Regions from separate parts of the Mus musculus genome. Here region 2 is linked to region 1. The links are chromatin contacts, called in public promoter capture Hi-C maps. All regions are on one chromosome and are shown on one strand. Each heading gives the region's core, a stretch centred on a gene start, on an enhancer-like site or on the middle of the called end of the contact. The rest is flanking DNA. Distances are from core to core; before and after follow the strand shown. Region 1 holds the start of Bcap29 (B cell receptor associated protein 29). Region 2 holds the start of Pik3cg (phosphatidylinositol-4,5-bisphosphate 3-kinase catalytic subunit gamma).

Region 1 (6,049 bases), core at 2,006-4,505:
TGCTCATATGGCCAGAGAAGGAGTGTTTGCATCAACAGTGTGGGACCATGTGAATAAGAACGCACTTGTACCAATCATGCTACCATCCCTGTTCCCCTAGGCACAGGAGCCCCTTTCCCAGGCCACGAGAAGTGCTTCCCTCAGAGCTGGACTAGAAAGGTTGACTATAGTGTCTCCTGACATTGTGATTTACATAAACATCAAAACAATGTTTTTTTTAAGGACTTGTCATAAATGGTGATTTTTTTTTTAAGATTTTTAAACAAGACTTACCACTAGACCAGCACTCAAGAGAGAGATGAAGGTCTCTGAATCTCTCAAAGATTCAGAATTCTGGTATGCAAAAAGAAGAAAGCAATTGCAGGCTTCTACATCTTACGTGTGAAGAATCTGGTAGCTAATGTGTAAATAAATGGACATGTCTTTAAGAATCTTCCTAAAACCAGCCAAACATCATCAGGTGAAGCCCCTTGCAGAGAAATAGTGATGACCTGAATTTGATCCCCAGAACCTATGTAAAGATGCAAAGAGAAAATCAGTTCTAGTGAATTTTTGACATATATACAAATGCTATAGCATACACAGTGTCCTTACACACACACACAACACACATCGTACATAGTTATAGTTTTTAATTTAAAATAATAACTAGATTTTAATATTAAACTAAATTTTATAGTTGTTTTCATATTTTTATGGCTCAATGTTGCTAGCAGCTTTTATTAATGAAGAACGTGTAGACGACAAGAAGTCTCTGGATGAAATAAAGGTTCAGTACTAAAATATTGCTGAATGTCAAAACCAGCAAGACTGTGGAGAGTTGTCTACAACTGTTTACTTCAGGCTGTTTGAGGCCATGAATCAAGTTTAACATGAGCACTGGGCTGCTATTTTTTTCTTGGTCATATCTGTGCTCTCATTTTTCAGTTTATTCAGTTTTAAAGATGACGGGTTTTTTTTTCCAGTTGAAATGAATACAGAAGTGAGGCCGTCGTTCTGGCATTTACACACTAACTCTGAAGGGAATGTACAATACAGTACAGTAGTCGCTTGACTGGAGTGAGGTGGACTGTGGGAAATGAGCATGGAAAAGCAGATCCCAACCTTCTGTGCTAAGTTCAGCCTGCATTTTTCTTCCAGCTACTTATGACCAGATATCTATGTGATACAGTTTTTAAAAGCACTCACTTAAATGTGGGAGATTTTTTTTCTGGGCGTGGGGGGAGTTGTTTTGTGCTGGGGATTGAACTTAAAGCCTCGTGTGTGCCAGGAAGGCACTACCAATAACTAAGCAAGTAACCCCAACCCTGAAATGTAGTCTATATTCTGTGCTTACTTATTCTTTTAACATGTAATGTTCCCAATATAGTTGTATCCTATAGCAGTGTTTGTGTTAACAGTGACGGCAGTAAGAGCTGAGATGTAACCCCACGTGCAAATTCTTTTCAGAGACCTCTACTTGGGTGAAACAGGAATTCTTGACTGTGCCACCAAGAGAAAAAAGAAAAGTGGCAGGGGTGGGGGAGGAATTTCAGAGGCTTAGTAAGAAGCAGAATTGGAGTTTATTGTTTTCGAGCTGGAGTTTCATGTAGTCACAGAAGCTTCAGAAACACTCTCCAAAACAAGAAAACAAGAAACAAGAAAACGAGAAAACAAGAAAACGTGAGCAAGTGGTGAGGGAGACATTGCCATCCACCTTTGCCCTCCACCACCATATACATGTGCACTCGCAAAGAAGGTTCTAAAGAGCGTACCATAGATTTAAGCACAGACATTTTTTTGTTTTGTTTTTTTGTTTTTTGTTTTTTCGAGACAGGGTTTCTCTGTATAGCCCTGGCTGTCCTGGAACTCACTCTGTAGACCAGGCTGGCCTCGAACTCAGAAATTTGCCTGCCTCTGCCTCCCAAGTGCTGGGATTAAAGGCATGCGCCACCATTCCCGGCGCATAGACATTTCTAATAGACACTTAGCAGAAGGACACTACAAACCCAAATGAACATGGGCTGCTCAAAAGTCATGATTAAATTAAGCATCTGAGCAACTGCACAACAGCCTTACAGGGGATTTTTAACCTTTTGAAGTTACATTCTGAGATTTGCAAATATTCACATATGTTGAAAACCTGGAAGTATTTGGAGTTCCCTTTTAGATTCCTAGTTTTGTTAATAAAAGAATGCCAAAGCTTTTTTTAAAGGGCAATACTATTAATTTGGAATTAAAAACAAACAAAACAAAACAAAAAAAAAAGGTAGCCAAGGGGATGGAGAAGAGGAGGAAAAAGACAAAAGTTACATCTTTAGGCATAAAGGGTCCAATAACACTGCCTTGTTCAGAAATGAAGGTCTACCAGTACTTCCGGGAGGGGGCAGGTATTCAGAAATGAGAAAGCCCATTATCAGCAGAAAGCTTGCTTAGGCTTTTGGCCATCCACTAAAGAAAAACAGAGGCAGGTGTTAGGCTTTTCTGAATTAGAACCCAGAAAACCAAGCAAGCTTACTACTGCCACAGGGCAGAAGGAAGCTCCTTCAAGGAGTGCCATCTTGGGATGTGTAAGTGCTGCGTCGTATTAATGGAATAATTATCCCTCCCACCTCTTTAACACATCTCCAAGTGAATCCTTTTTCCTGGATAGTGAACTCCTGGCCAGCTTAATGGAGACAGTATGTAATGTAGTATGTAATGTTATCGGGATGCCAAGTCTCTACTTGGAGCAGGGATATTACAGGAATTGACCAGAAAGCCTAAGGAGAGGCAGTAGTTAGGTTTTTCTTTCTAGTGTTACCAGGGAAACCAGAGGTGGAATGCAAAGTTAACCAAGCATGAGAGCATCCACCCTCAAAGGTTTCTGGGGCCTATCTAGTTACCTAAGGGAATATGGTTAGGTAAAGGAGTAGACCCAGCAGTTCCCACAAGTTGCCTGGTCTTGCCTATGGGCACGGTAGGACCAGGAAAACAGCATGCAAAACACAAAACGCTCCACAGACCCCCCAGGCCTGGGCCATGACTTAAATTCAGTTTAGCTCCGGGCAGGGAGGCAGGTTACCACCCTAGGGCACCTGGCTGGGTCCCACCATAGACCCGGGCCCTGGCTCCCGTCATCCGGCATCAGCCGCATCGGGGATCAGCCCTCCGGGGATACCGAGCCCACGTGGAGGAGCCTCGGCCGCCTCACGCCGCGCACCAGGAAACAAGGGCCGCGGGAGGCGCGGTCGCGCCAGTGTGACCTCAGCCGGGCCCGGCGCGCTCCCGGCGGCGTGGGACGTGCGCGCGCAGGCGGGCGGCGGGGCACGCGGAGCGATCGGCGGCGGGTAAGCCTGACGGGCGGCGGGCGGCCCCGCTGCTGACCTCGCGTCCGGCGGCTCGGGCCGCGGCGTTCTGCGGCCCGAGCCACCTCGGGACCGGGGAAGAACCTGCGGGGCCGTCCGGCGCACTGCCTCGTCACCCGGAGTTAGGCGAACTCCCGGCAGGCCCCACGCCGCGTGTCTGGCCGTTCACCCATGTTTCTCTAAAATTGAAATCTTTCTCTGTATAGGTGTGAAGAAAAAACAAAACAAAACGATGACAATCCAATGGGCGGCGGTTGCCAGCTTTCTTTATGCTGAAATAGGACTCATTTTACTCTTCTGTCTGCCCTTTATTCCTCCACAGAGGTAGGAAACCGTCAGATCCTTAACAGTACCAAATGTTTGATTAGCTTCTTCAGGCTACGGCGTGCGATGCTCTTTGTAAGGTTAGAAAGTTTTGGGAGGGCCGGCGGGGTGGCTCAGTAGGTAAAGGGCCCTTGCAGCCAAGGGAGAGAATTTCAGTTCGATACCCAGAAACCACCTGGTGGAAGGGGAACCGACTCCACAAAGTTGTCTTCTGACCGCCACACTTCCACCCTGGGACGCCCAGAAACACCCATGCACGCACATAAACACATGATGAATACACATGCATACATACAACAAATGGATAATTAAATAAAAGATGGGAGCCAATTATATAAAAGGTAGTCTTTAAAAATGAAACTCAAATTTGCAATCTGGTAACTATTAAAATTCTACTTTATATAAAGCTTGATTCTGTGTACAAATAGATTTTCACCTCCTTTTTAAAAGAACCTAGGTTTTTTTGGGGGGTGGGTGTCTTGATTACAGGTATAATAAAGCCATGGTTATGCCTTGGACATCTTTCCTGTCTATATATCTATATTCTCTCTCTCCTCTCTCCTTCCTCCCCCTTCATCCTCTTCCCCCACCCCCCACCGCCTCTTCATTTCTCTCCTTCCTCTTCCCCCTCTTCCTCTCTCCCTCCCCTTCCCCTAAACTGCCCTGCATTTGAGCAGAGAAATAAAAGGATGGGTGCAAAACTGTTTACTTGGGACAATAAAATGGACTGGCTCAGGGTCCACGCAGTCTTTCAAAAACTTGAAACTCCTCATCTGCTTGGTTTGCAGCTCTTCTCTGTCCTGGTCTCCACACCATGCCCTTTCCTTCCCTCACAAGAAGCAGTAACTCATACTGTAGGAAGGGATGTACCAAGTTCTTCCCACCAACCATGGGTTCTATAGATCACATGCTTAAGGCCAGAAAGGCTCTGTTCCATAACCTAAGTCACCTAACTGGTCAGTGTCAGACTCCAGATGAGATCCTTAGCTTACAGTCACACAATGCTGTCCCTGTTCTTTCTACCTCAGATTTCAAGCAGACATATTTGGTACTACTTATGACAGTCTCACACATATTCAAGAAGTCATTTTTTTTATGCACAACAGATTTATAAATAAGGCTTAGAGCTTTGATAAAAAGAAGTCATCAGGAGGATTGATAGAGCAGTCTTTTTCTTCTTGCCATTTACAGTTTTGTACCCATCCTGATCTAGTAGCTGTTAGATGAAAGTGTGAATCGGTGCACATGACATATGAATATTGTCATGTAAGAACATGTGGTACACATGTACAGGAATCATCTGTGCCCCTCCATGTGTTTATCCACAGTGTGTATGTCAGTCATAATCTTTCAAAGTCTTCATTTAGTCTGTCTAGTCTTTTCTCCTGTAGTGAAGTGGTTGATGGTTCATGCATGCTCAGAATAACGGCTTTCATTTGACTTCCTGTTGTATGACTCAGAAATTTTTTCCCTTCTCTGGTCAGTTTTCCTGGTAATAGTGGTATAGACTTCATATGATATTGTGGTAATTAGACGAGATGGTGCATGTGTTCCAACCAATAATACATCAACTCAATAAATAATAGTTATTATCTGCTCTTAAATTCAGTCTACTGAAAACTCCTAGATGGCCCTTCTGGGAGGTTCTTATATTCCCTCTTTTATTGACTCTTGAAGAGGTGAACAAATTTACATTTGAACCTACAACAAGCTATTACCATTTATATTCTTTTTTTTTTTAAATGTTTGTAGTGTTAAATTTAAATAGTGCCTATAGAAAATGCTTTGAGTTTGGTCAACAAGGCAAAAAGCACTGATTCACCTGTGTCTGTCTCCTCCCCTTCAGCTGGAGGTTACTACTGATCATTCCTTTCAGAGTGTATTAATAATTTGTCATATCTTAAAGTGACAATTGTCAGTTGTGTTTGTGAAGTGTAGTCACACACTAATCACCTTGATACCTCCTTTTGACCCAATGTATTATGAGTTTAAAATGCTAAGGTGCAGCGTTTGAGACCTTTCCAGTTACAGGACGGATGGCTCAGCCACTTGTAACTCATCGTTTCTGTGGCTTGGCTTGTGCCGCTCACTCTGTCTAGACTGTTCATCTCATTTCCTCTGTGTTCAGACCTTGGCCTAGGTAATGAGTAAATTATATGAGCATTTACATGTGTAAATGTTTATTCGTAAAAGCTTGTTTTTTTTTCATTTTGCATATATGCCATATCTCAGTCATTTTAGATTCCTTTTTGGGTTAAAGAGAGAAATTACTTTTTTTTACATTACTTAGTGTAGATGGGAGAAGCACATCACATAAAAATCAACCTGCAGAAGCCAGACATGGCCGCGCATGCGTCTATCTGCAGCACTTTGCAGGCTGAAGCAAGAGGACTGCAACT
Region 2 (6,049 bases), core at 2,355-4,854, 570 kb before region 1:
AAACCACGGTAGCACTGCTGCCCTTGGGATGGTGCAAGGGTTACATGAATGGGCATATAAAGTGCTCATAACTGAGCAGGACACGTCCAGTCAGAAGTGTTTGCTCTTGCGATATTGGCATTACTGTGACTGTGTTGACCACCAGTGAGGAAGATATTCTTTAAAAGTGTGTTTTGCCAAACCAGAGAGCCCTCCCAGAGGAGGTAACCCAACCTGAGCATGACAAATGGCTAGGGGCATTATAGGACCTGGGGTGGGGAGAAGAGAAAGGAAAGGGGGGACAGAGGTTGCACACACAGGTGGCATATGGCTGAGCCCAGCAAGTAGAAAGCAGAGACCAGTTTCCTTTAGTTGTAGAGGTGATTTTGAAGTTGAGGCAAAGGGCCAAAGATACATCATAGAGTCTAATGGCTCGTGTTAAGGAATTTGGATTTTTAAAAATCCTCTTACAAAACAATTATTTCTGAGGTGCTCTTTAAGCTGTCATAGGAAAAGTGAGCTGAACAAGGAAACAAAGAACAGTCTACCCCATAGTCAGTTTCTGCTAATAACAATGGAGAGTTAAGTGTGTCTGATGTTCGGAGGCACACCTTGGCTACTGCAGATCTCTGGGGTTTGGTTGATAATAACTGTTCTCCTCTGAGATTTTTTTCGTTGCTGCTGCTGTTGTTGGGATTTGAAGTGGCTCCCCTCAACCCACATGCCAGGATTATAGTCTGCTTCTCCAGCAGTCATTGTCATATATTCTAATGATTTGGACAGCTGGTCACCCAGGGGACGGCTCCTGATGAACTCAAACCATTTGAATAATTCTCCACTCTTCCCATTGATTGGCTGCCGTAGGATGTGCACTTGCCAAAACTCTCACCAGAGCTATGAGGGAACAAAGGAGGCTGCTGGAAAAACTGTTTCTCACTGAAAACAAAACACAAGATGCCATGATGTTTTCTTTCTCTCTCTCCACAATGACTCCAAGCATCACATGGCCGTTAGCACACTCAAAATGTGTAAGATATTGCATACGTATATAATATAGCTAGTAGTTTTGTTCAGTTGAAAATAAACGATTTCTAACAACTTTCTAAAATGGGGGGCGGTTGTGACATTTTGAGCAGATTAGAAAGCTAAGGCAGATGAATTGGCATATATTAGGTCCCCCAAATGAACAAGAGTAAACATATATAACAGAAAAGTCTGTGCCTCTATGGTGCCATGATGGTTGGACTACTGTAGTAGTGACATTGCACAGACCCTTTTCTGCTTCATGATGAAACAGAAAATGCCTATGCATGGTGCTCTGCTTGCCAACAATACTGTGGATAATCTCGGAGGACCAAATGCAAAGAGCATCCCTCAGATGGAACAACTAATTTCTTAATCTGTTTCTCCATGAGCACTGCCTACTCTGTCTTCTGCTTTGAATTGATTCCATCTTGTCATTCCTACGATAGCTATATTCTAAATGTAACCTGATTATTCCATTGAGAATATAGTGCTAGATGCATGAGACTCTCAGAATGGACAAAACAGCAGCACGCTATCACTACCATAAGTGACGTAGCCTGGAGATCGGCTGACCCCAAATTTCTGGGGATAAAATTTCCTTATTAGGAAAATGAGGTTCCATATGGAGAAGTACACACAGAGAAAAGAGGCACCAGGCATGTCTCATTACTTCTGCCTAACAATATTCACTACAAATAGTAAATTTTAGTGGCTGTATGAGCAATTGAAGACGATCATAGGACGTTTAATCTCAAACCACCGGTAAGCCTAAAGTATTTGAAAGTTTAGTCAGAGAATTGACATTTTTTTCACATGAGTGAACTTAGCTGAATAGTCCTTTCAAAAGAAAAAGGACCCAAGAGCCTGAGTCTAGCATTTCTGAAAGCGTGCATATGCATGTGTGTGTAAAGCTGGAAAGCTGAGAATTAGTCAGCTCACAGTCCCCTCAGGTCAGCGTCCCCTCTGAAGAGCCCTACTCACTTCACCTGCTGTCAGGGCCCCCCCAAACACACACACACACACACACACACACACTGAGTGAAGCATAACTTGGTAAGTCTTCCCCCCTAAACAATTCAAGCTACCCTGAGACTTGTAAAGATACCAACCTCTCAAGGAAGTATGCTTACATAGAAATATGCTTTGGAAAGCTGAAATACCCCCTTTACATATCTGAAATTCAGCAGCCTTTGAATCAAGACTTGACCACTGCTATTGACTCTTAAACCACTATTTTAAAGCTAAGACCCAAAGGACTTTATCTTTTATGTACTGTTTTCCTTGTTGCTGTGACAAAGCATCCAACAGAAGCAATTTAAGGCAGAACGGGAGTTATTTTGGTTCCCAATTTGAGGGTACAGTGCATCGTGGCAGGAAAGTCATGCCGGCAGGATCATAGAGCAGCTGCTAACATTGCATCTGCCATCAGGAAGCAGATGAACAGGGCCTGCCGTTCTCTGGCTTTCTCCCATCCAGAACTGCAGCTCCCATGTTTAGAGTGGACCTTTATATACTTCACCTAAGCCAGTCTAGAGACAGGCTTATAGGGATGCACAGAGATTTGTCTCTTAGATTCCAGATCCTGTCACGTTTACAATCTGTACGAACCATCACAAGGACTGTGTGAGAGGAAATAGAACAGGTCAGAGACTCTATCTCAATATCCACGAAGCTCAAAGAAACTCATGAGGCTGTGCTTCGGAGGGCTGTGTGAGGCTCCTCTATCCTTCTTGCTGTTCCAGCTGGAATCCTTGACAGCCTAGTGGGGGAGAATAAGCCCTGGTATAGAGACCCCTGGAACAGGGGACGACTGGCTATGCTTAGGGTTGTAGAAGGAATTGAGGTTACTTGGAAAATATAGGACTGCTTTAAGAAGAATTCAGAGCCTGCCTCCTCCCTGTTCTCCAAGCCTGTGGAAACTGGAAGCCATCTCTCAGTGATTACCTGCCTGGAGCAGGCAGTTTCTAGCTCCCTAATGTCGCCAGGAGAGCAATGTCCTCCTGTTTTGTCTGACTAATTCATTTTCACACACACACACACACACACACACACACACACTCAGCATATCAGCAACAGGCACACACATTGCATGCTGCAGGACTTTCAGTTTGTGATATTTTGAGACTTGAATGGTCTAGAAGGGAGGCAGGGGGAGGTCTCACCAATGTAAGGAAGTGAGTTCCCAGGCTTTGCTCTTGCAAGCATCCAGACTGAGCCCAACAGTCCACAGTTACAACACACACACACACACACACACACACACACACACACTAGGGCTTATTCGAATTCTCAAAGGGAAATAGATTTCACTACAAGCAATCCAATACTGTGGCTACGCAGCCCTTTCTTCTACTTATTGCTAGCTACACACACGCTTCATTTGTTTATGCCTTGGGTATATTTTTGGTTTGTCTGAGTCTCTCACAATCTTTGAAGAGTTAATTCAAAGAGTGAGAGAAATAGTAAGGCAAACACCGTTCTCTGTTCCGCTCTGCTCTGTGTGTGCTTCAGCAGGAAATGCATTTCTGACACTTTTAAAATGAGCAATCACATGTATAATCAACTTGGTTAAAACTTCCTTCCTGGTAACTGCAACACTTCCTCTGCATCTGGATATGAAGGGAGCCCCAGAAAAGAGGAAGAGACGAGGTGCCCCGGGTAGGTCTAGATTCGTTTTTTTTTTTTTTTTCCTAAAGTAAACAAATGATCCTCCTCCGCATCACCTCCAGGGCTGCCTCAGGTACGACTGCTTTCTGTTGTTTGCTCTTTGCTTGGTATGACTTGGAACAGTAACACCTTCCTTCTCAGCTAGAATCTTTTTGTCTGGATCCATTGCCGGTTCAAGCTGAGCCAACCCCCGAGCGTCTGAGTTTCCTTGTCTCGGCGCGCTTAGACTGTGTACATCCACAAAGTTCCGTCCAGCAAGGGCTTGCAGGTGCACTAGTTCTTTCTGTTTTTGTTTGTGCGGAAAGGGGCGGCCACAGAGCCCGTGACGGACAGGCTCCAGAGTCGACCAAGTGCTTGCTTGGGAATTCTGTCCAGACAGTGTTTTTGTAAGAGGACAAAGCTACTTAGTCCCAGCCATGAGGAAACCCAGTGAGTATTTGGTCAGCCTTTTCTCTTCTGTACCTTGTATCGTGCTATATAGCGTGAGTTCCTGCTGTCACTGAGGCAGATAACTGAGTTATATTTGTATGCTTAAATTTGGACATGTTTTATTTTAAGTTCATGTCAGTATCAAAATAGTTTATGGTTCTTTTCTTTGTTGGTTATTCTATACTATACCAAAAGACCAAAGTGAATGCTTTAAGCTACCAAGCAACAGTTGTTTGGGACAGTTGGTTTCATTTATTTACTAAGTATAGCTTCATTATATTTTAAAAGGAGGGAGAATTGACTTTTAAAATAGTTTAACCCAAGAATTGTACATAAGTTGAGATCCAATGTAACTTGTCTTTTATAGCTTTTAATCAAGATCTCCTTTGGGGTATATAATTAACACTCCACTGTTCTTCAGGAAAAACTAATTATGGATCTCATTAACATCAATTAGAGAGTAAATGATATTTTCTGAAATATTTTGTTTCAATATTTGAATGTGGTTTAGAATATAATGTAGTACCAATGTAGCAATGTTAAATATTAAAATCAAAATTTTTATGAATCATTTTTATGGATTATTTTTTAGTTTTGGAACTCTGAGCATTTCAGTCATTAGTTGATGGGTTCATAGTTATGCTTAAATACCTTGTAGAGGGCAAATACCTAAATATAGGTAATATGATGGGAACAAATTTGTAAATTCCTGCTATGGAGATGAAAATATTAGGACATAAGGAAACTGAATTATTGTTTCGGGTCATGGGAGGGCAGGAATCACGTCTTCTACTGTGTCCCCTCTAAAGCAGAGGCAGGCCAAACCAACTGGCTCAGTTAAAATTACCTAAAAGTTCATATTGGTAAAGTCCATGTATGTTAGCACCTCCCCCTGCCCTAATATAGCAGTGATAGCTGGAATGCTCTGCATTCCATGACCAAAATGGTATGTGTGGGGACACGGCTTTGATTACAATCTTCACCAGTTTTACTACACTTGAGTTTTATGAATGGAATGACTAGCTTTCTTATATAGAAAGAAAAAATGAAAAGAAAGAAGACAGGAAGTTGACTAGGGAGACTGGGTTCAGACAGTTTGAAAATAGAGAAGATGAAGCAAGATTGGGTGTCTAGGTTAGAGAAGTGTGAGACTGAACAGAGGAAATGCATCGGCATTGGCTTGTTCTCAAAGTGATGTTCAGGGTCTCACACCGCACCTTAGGGACTCAGCCTTTGCCCTCCACTGTACTGTCTTATGCATCTGTGAGTTTCAGGGTACTTACAAACAGTTGCCATTTTGAGCCAGTAAATGACAGACACTGTGCTAGATGAGGGTTTAACATATTTTTGTGCACATGTGAGGGCGGTATATTGTGTGGTGTGAGCATATGTGTGTGCAGGTGTGCAAGTATACCTGCAGAGGACAGAGGAGACTCTCTCCACCTTATTCCTTTCAGACTGGGTCTCTCACTGAACCTGGAGCTAGGCTGGGAGACAGACAGCAAGCCCCAGTAAGTTTTCTCATCTCTGCTCTCCTCCCAACACAGAGAGAGAGAGAGACAGACAGACAGACAGACAGAGACAGACAGAGACAGAGAGAAAACGTTAGAGACAGACAGACAGAGACAGAAAGAGAGAGAGACCCACCCCTGGGGTTACAGGTCCATGGGGACAATGGTAATGCTTATATGGGAGGTAGGGTATGAACTCTGACCTTATGTTTGTACAGGAAGCACTTTTATCCACTGAGCCATCTCTCCAGGCCCATGGTGCATTAAATGAAAACATCATACACACACACACACACACACACACACACACACACACATACACACACACAAAACTAAAGAAACGGTGTCAGCATGGTTTTTTAAAAAGCTGCGCTGCCTTATTTAACTTTTACCTCCATCTTCTATTTGTAAATAATCAAATTTACATATAAAAATCA

Evidence for each region. Promoter capture Hi-C pulls out the DNA fragments that hold promoters and counts their contacts.
Region 2: a contact with region 1 is called in a promoter capture Hi-C map of pre-B cells, with 2.5 times the contacts expected there. The contact joins the promoter of Pik3cg here to the promoter of Bcap29 in region 1. A contact is called at or near these places in 2 of 39 promoter capture datasets (frontonasal cranial neural crest and pre-B cells), 1 of 484 Hi-C or Micro-C datasets (B cells) and 2 of 115 datasets of contacts at active chromatin or transcription factors (CD8 T cells and effector CD8 T cells).

Annotation. Positions count from the first base shown.
Region 1 is chr12:31,631,864-31,637,912 of GRCm38.p6, reverse strand. Bcap29 (B cell receptor associated protein 29) reads left to right here and starts at 3,255. Exons shown (of 8, transcript NM_001164090.1): 1 at 3,255-3,308; 2 at 3,533-3,650. The coding sequence starts at 3,559.
Region 2 is chr12:32,206,214-32,212,262 of GRCm38.p6, reverse strand. It overlaps Pik3cg (phosphatidylinositol-4,5-bisphosphate 3-kinase catalytic subunit gamma), which reads left to right and starts at 3,604. Exons shown (of 11, transcript NM_001146200.2): 1 at 3,604-3,745.